Linked DNA regions of Mus musculus: region 1 is linked to region 2. A link is a contact called in public HiChIP or PLAC-seq data. All regions are on one chromosome and are shown on one strand. The core of a region is the stretch at or near the end of the contact, and the rest is flanking DNA. Distances in the headings are between cores, read along the strand shown.

What was found. HiChIP or PLAC-seq counts read pairs in DNA pulled down with a chosen protein or histone mark.
Region 1: an H3K4me3 HiChIP or PLAC-seq map of embryonic forebrain shows a contact between it and region 2, with 4 times the contacts expected there. The contact joins the promoter of Rarg here to the promoter of Atf1 in region 2. A contact is called at or near these places in 1 of 39 promoter capture datasets (the SN4741 cell line) and 1 of 115 datasets of contacts at active chromatin or transcription factors (embryonic forebrain).

The regions. Positions count from the first base shown.
Region 1 is chr15:102,256,139-102,258,838 of GRCm38.p6, reverse strand. It overlaps Rarg (retinoic acid receptor, gamma), which reads left to right and starts at 1,317. Exons shown (of 10, transcript NM_011244.4): 1 at 1,317-1,599; 2 at 2,300-2,369.
Region 2 is chr15:100,226,551-100,229,250 of GRCm38.p6, reverse strand. It overlaps Atf1 (activating transcription factor 1), which reads right to left and starts at 1,392. Exons shown (of 7, transcript NM_007497.3): 1 at 1,169-1,392.

The DNA of each region.
Region 1 (2,700 bases), core at 68-2,567, 2.0 Mb before region 2:
GAGTTTCGTCTGTGCTCCCCCCCTTCCTCCCCCACAACGTCTCTGGTCTCTTGGGATTGCCACAGCAAGCCTCTCTTTCCCCTTCTCCTTTAGCTGATAATGGCTACCCAGAAAAGCCTTTCCCAGGAGGGGGATGCCTGGCCCCTAGGGTGACAGCAAGACCAGAGCTGAGTAATTCCAAAGTGGAAAATGTGATGTGATTCAGGGGCCCATTCCCCAGGTGCTGGCCACTCTGGGAGCGTTGCTGAGGATGGTCCTTTGGGCTAGTGCCTGGCCCAGCCCGTCCAATGAGCTTTCTCCTCTTCTGGAGTCGTGACCATCCCTGTGAGAGTGCATAGGACTTCACTTTTCTCTGGCTCTGTGCTCTGTGGTATAAAGTCAAACTATTGGCTTCCCTCTCTAGGTTCGAGAGCCTTTCAGCCTCGGTTTGTTTGGAGACAGAGAATATCCCTATTAGACACAGACTTTGGGCTTCTAGAGACCCAGCGTCAACAACATTCGTGGCGCATCTACCAGGCAGCCAGGCAGGCCTCGCTGGCTGAGCCAGACACACACCCTCGCCTGGGCTTTCTCCCTCACACCCAGCGCAAGGCTCCTCCCATCCCCCCTCCTCCCTAAAGTTCTTTCAGCCCTCCTCCCAGCCAGCCTCTCCCCCTCTAAATCCAAGTCTAAAGGTGGGGACGATATTGGCAGCGAGAGACCCACGCGCTTTAACTCCTGGAGTCAACTTCAGGCAGAATGAGAGGGAGGAAGCCTGTGAACCCAATTCGTAGCACCTTCATCGTAACCCCCACTAGTTAAACCAGTTTGCTCCTAGGCCATAGGACAGAGAAGGCCAGAGGAAGGGATACTGCTTTGACCTGCAGGTGGAGGTTAACTAAGAAAAGGGGACAGTGCCTTCTCCTCTGGTATACTCCTGCCCCATCACTCCACGTCTTGGCAGTGTCCAAGTCTCTCACTGCCTACCCTGGGAGGTACCAGAGACCGGCCTGGCAGAATACAGCGTGGCTAAAGACAACTCAGTCTCCCCAAATGGCTGGAAGGGGGATAGCGCCAGAGAGAAAGGGTTGGCATCATGGAGCCCAGGACACTGACCTCTGCCAGCTCTGCCCGGCCTCCCGGGGATGGAGCCACGGAAGCCTAGCAAATGGGAGGGGCAGAGACCCAGGCGTCCTGGGCCGCCCCGCCCAGTCCTCCCCCCCCCCAGCCACCACCCCCCCCAGCCCCAGGGCACCGAGGAGGGAGCCGGGCAGGGGCAGGCGGCAGGGGAGGGAGGAGCGAGGGCGGGAGGAGGAGGAGGGAGCCAGGCAGGGAGGGAGGTGGGGGGGGTAGGGAGGGAGAAAAAGAAAGAAAATATTTTCCGTGTCCCCGCCTGCGGAGTCAGTGTGCGGTTTGGGAGAAAATGTGTCGGATATTTTGGGGCGGTCACGTGGGCGGGCGGGCTCCGAGAGGCCCCGGGATTGTCCCAGCCTAGAGCCGTGCCCCCCTGAAGCCCCCCATTACCGCGAGTCACTAACACCGCGGTGCTCCATCCCCGAGACCGCCCGACGCCGGGACCTCGGGGCTCTGCGGCCTTCCTTCCCCCGCCCTCCCCTCCAGGTGAGTCAGGCGGGGAAGCCGGCTCGCCCGCCTGGCCGCCCTCCGGCCGCGGACGCCGGGGCTCCTCTGCTGAAATGAGCCAGGGGCGGGGGCGTCGGGAGCCTTGGGGTCCTTTCCCTCCGGGGGTGGCCAAGCTGTTAGCCGAGCTTATGCGGAGGCTTCCTGCCCCAAGTTGGGGTCAGTCGTGACCCGGGAAGAGAAAGGGGAGATTTTTTTTTAGACAGACTGAGGATGGGCCGGGTTGTCTGCCCTTGATTTTGGTGAGTATTGAAGGAGAGCATTTAGGAAAGTCTTGGGCAAGCGAACCAATGTTCCTGTACTCGGAATGTCAGAGAAGACGGGTTTTCCTCCTCTGGGAAAGGATGGCATTCTTCCACCGGAGTGGGGCGGGGGCATACTGAAGGGTGGATCTGATGGTCCAAGTACCCTTTCTCCAGTGGATTGGCAGGGCTCTGTATGGGGACTAGGAAAGCTCTAGCAAGTGTCTAGGTGGGTAAAGTGGTCTGTGGAGTTTGGACTGCAGAACCTGGATTCTCTCTGATCTATCCCTTACTGCACAAGTGAGCCAATGAAGGGGAGCTCTTTTAGAATATTCTCAAGGGGAGGCCCCAGTGGAACAAAGCTAGAGTTATAACGCCCGGACAGGTTCAGGAGAGCCCCTGTCCTGGAGTGCCACTGACAGCGCCTCTTTCCTTTCCAGCAGTTTCCACCAGGTCCCTCACCTCAGCCTGGCCCAGTATGTAGGAGGGACTCTCTGCAGAGGCCAGAGGGTAAGAATATGCTTAGTTGGTGGTCATGGGGATGGGGCAGCAGGGATGTCTGTCTCGGGGAGGGAACTCAAGGACAAAATGCTCAAATAATTCCCTCTTGTAGGGCTTAAACCCGGGGCAGTTGGGATCCTACTCCTCAAATTTGAGGCTTCTGCCCTTATGGTTATTCTTCGGGTACTGAGTTAGGGTTTGAGGACCACAGCCATTGTCAGTAAGGATACTTAGAGGGGGTCAAGGGGAGTGTGTGTCCAGGGTGCTCGGAGCTTGGTTATCCCAACACACACACACACACACACACACACACACACACACACACACACACACAGTGGCT
Region 2 (2,700 bases), core at 143-2,642:
TTTAGAGCCTCTGCCGCCTGAGCTGGGGTTAAAGGCTTGTGCCACTACGCCTGGATCAGGTCCTATTTTAATACATTTGTCTTGCCTGGCTCGTTATCTCTGAATTACTTAACAGCTATGTTTACTAGCCTGCCTGTTTCTCCCAGCTTTAAGCTCTCTAAAGGCAGTGCCTGTCTGCAGTAAAGTGTGCTCAGTGACCAGCAGACTGTCACGAGTGAACAGTAAATATCAATAAATATCAAGTACAGAGACTTCTCAGCTGGTGAGTGAGGAAAAGGCGTCTTAGCTTCCTTCCTTGAAAAAGATGTTGAAGGTCTGGAGAAATGGCTCAACAGTTAAGAGCACTGACTGCTCTTCCAGAGGTCTGAGTTCAATTCCCAGCAACCACATGGTGGCTCACAACCATCTGTAATGAGATCTGACTCCCTCTTCTGGAGTGTCTGAAGACAGCTACAGTGTACTCATATAAGAAAAACAAAAAAACAAACAAAAAATCCTAACATAAGCCGTGTTCGAAGCCAACCTGGACTATGTATGTATGTATGTATGTATGTATGTGTGTGTGTATGTATATATAAATTTATTTAAGGCCAGTTTGGTAAGCCCTGTCTCAGGCAAAACTAAAAACGCTATAATAAACCGGACCCGGCGACCGCGTCTGGAAGTCCTGCACCATGAACTCTTCGCAACAAATCCCGTCTCAAAAAGAAAAGGCGGCTACCGAGACTCTTTTAAGTTTCTATCATAACTTAGGCGGCCAGCGGCGAGACTCCCGGAAGGAGAGGAACGCCGTGCCCCGCCACAGGGCGGGTTGCCTCGGTTTTCCCAGTCATGGAGGCGGGAGCCCAAGGCCGCGGCGTCTGCAGCCTGCCGGAGGCCGCCGCTCGGCTTTTCTTCCCGCCTCCATGCGGCGCGGGCCGAGCCAAGGAGCGCGGGAGGCCCGGGGCGCCTCTCCCAACGCGCCCCGCGGAGGCGAGGGGAGCCTAACGCCCGGGCGCTCGGGACGCGCGCGACCGGAAGCGCGCGGCCGGCCCCACCCCCACCGCGCCCCTCCCCCACCGCCCGCCGAGCCGCGCGCGACCCCCGGCCGGCGCGTGGCCGCCATTGCGTCCCCGCCGGCGCCGCCTTCCCGCCCGGGCCGCCTCGCGCTCCGCCGCGCCCCACTCACCCGCGGGGCCGCCTGGCCGCTGCCCGGGGCAGGAAGCTCCACTCCCCCGTCCCAGGCGGCGCCGACTTTACTCCTCACTTGCCAGCCGCGCACCGCAGCGAGGTGGCGCGCGTCCCAGGGGTCGGCGGGGTGCGGGAGGAGAGCGTAACTCGAGAGCCAACCGTCGCGGCTACCGTTTCCCGGCCGCGAGGGGCGTCGCAGGCGGCATGATCCGCACAGGCCGGGGGCCGGGGCTGGGGGGGGGGGGGGGGGCGGCCGAGGAGTGCGCGGGAGCGTGGGGAGGGGCGTGGCCTGCGCGCCGGCGTGCTGCGTCACCGCGTGGTCACGTGAGCGCCGCCATCTTGGCGAGCTCGGGAGCGCGCGGGCCGCCACGGGGACGCTGGGGGAGCTCCGGGGATCTTGGGGCAATGGCGCGGGGTCCTGACCTCCCTCTCTCGCGGGCGGGACAGCTGACCCTCGGCTACCTGCTCTGTTTAAGTAACTGTAAAACCTTGCGCTGCCATCTTAGTGCTTCGGAAAGGACTTAGCATGTCCTTGTGGGGAGTTGACCTTCATACAGATGCCTTTATCTCAGCCTTGGCAAGGTTCTGCTAGGGCATCATAGCGGTTTGCTCGCTCGCTTGCTTGTTTTTAGCATGCCCTCTACAAAGTGCATTATCAAATGTTTTGAGAAGTTGTATTTGACACCTTCCCTCCTAATAACTGGGTGAGTGAAGACTTTGGTTTTGAGCCTTCAGAACATACGATGTGATGTAAAACTGAAGCGTTTAGAAGGGCTTATTAGACTCCAGGCACCGTGATTCAGCAAATATTGCCCAATAAAGCTAAGGCCGATGACTACCTTTAAATAGAAGTACTCGGGTTTTGACTGATTAGGCTAGTTACCCAACCTCTCTGGAGTCGCTATCAAATTTATGGAAATTGCCAGGCGTGGTCAGCTGTGCCTCTGACCCCAGCACTTTGGGTTGGCAGGCACAGTGCTATCTCTTATCTTCATAGAAAGTTCCAGGCCCGGCAAGGCTATACAAAGAAAGCCTGTCTTAAAAAACTATGGAAAGTACAACACTAAGTCAGAGTCTCAACATTATGGAAAGTGACCTACAAAGTAAGGTCGGGGGAAAGCTTGCAGATACCAGCCTGGCCTGAACAACAGGCCAGCAGCAGTCATTCCATCACCCATAGTGTTTTTAAAAGGGGTCCTTTTTTTGAGATTATATTATCATTTCTCTCTTTTCCTCCCTCCAAACCTTTATTTTTTCTTTTAAAGATATATATATGTGTGTGTGTGTGTGTGTGTGTGTGTGTGTACACACATATAAATATATATTTGGTTTTTCAAGACAGGGTTTCTCTGTATAGCCCTGGCTGTCCTGGAACTCACTTTGTAGACCAGGCTGGCCTTCAACTCAGAAATCCGCCTGCCTCTGCCTCCCAAGTGCTGGCATTAAAGGCGTGTGCCACCACGCCCGGCCTATATTTATTTTTTATGTAGCTGTCTTCAGACACACCAGAAGAGAGCATCATATCCCATT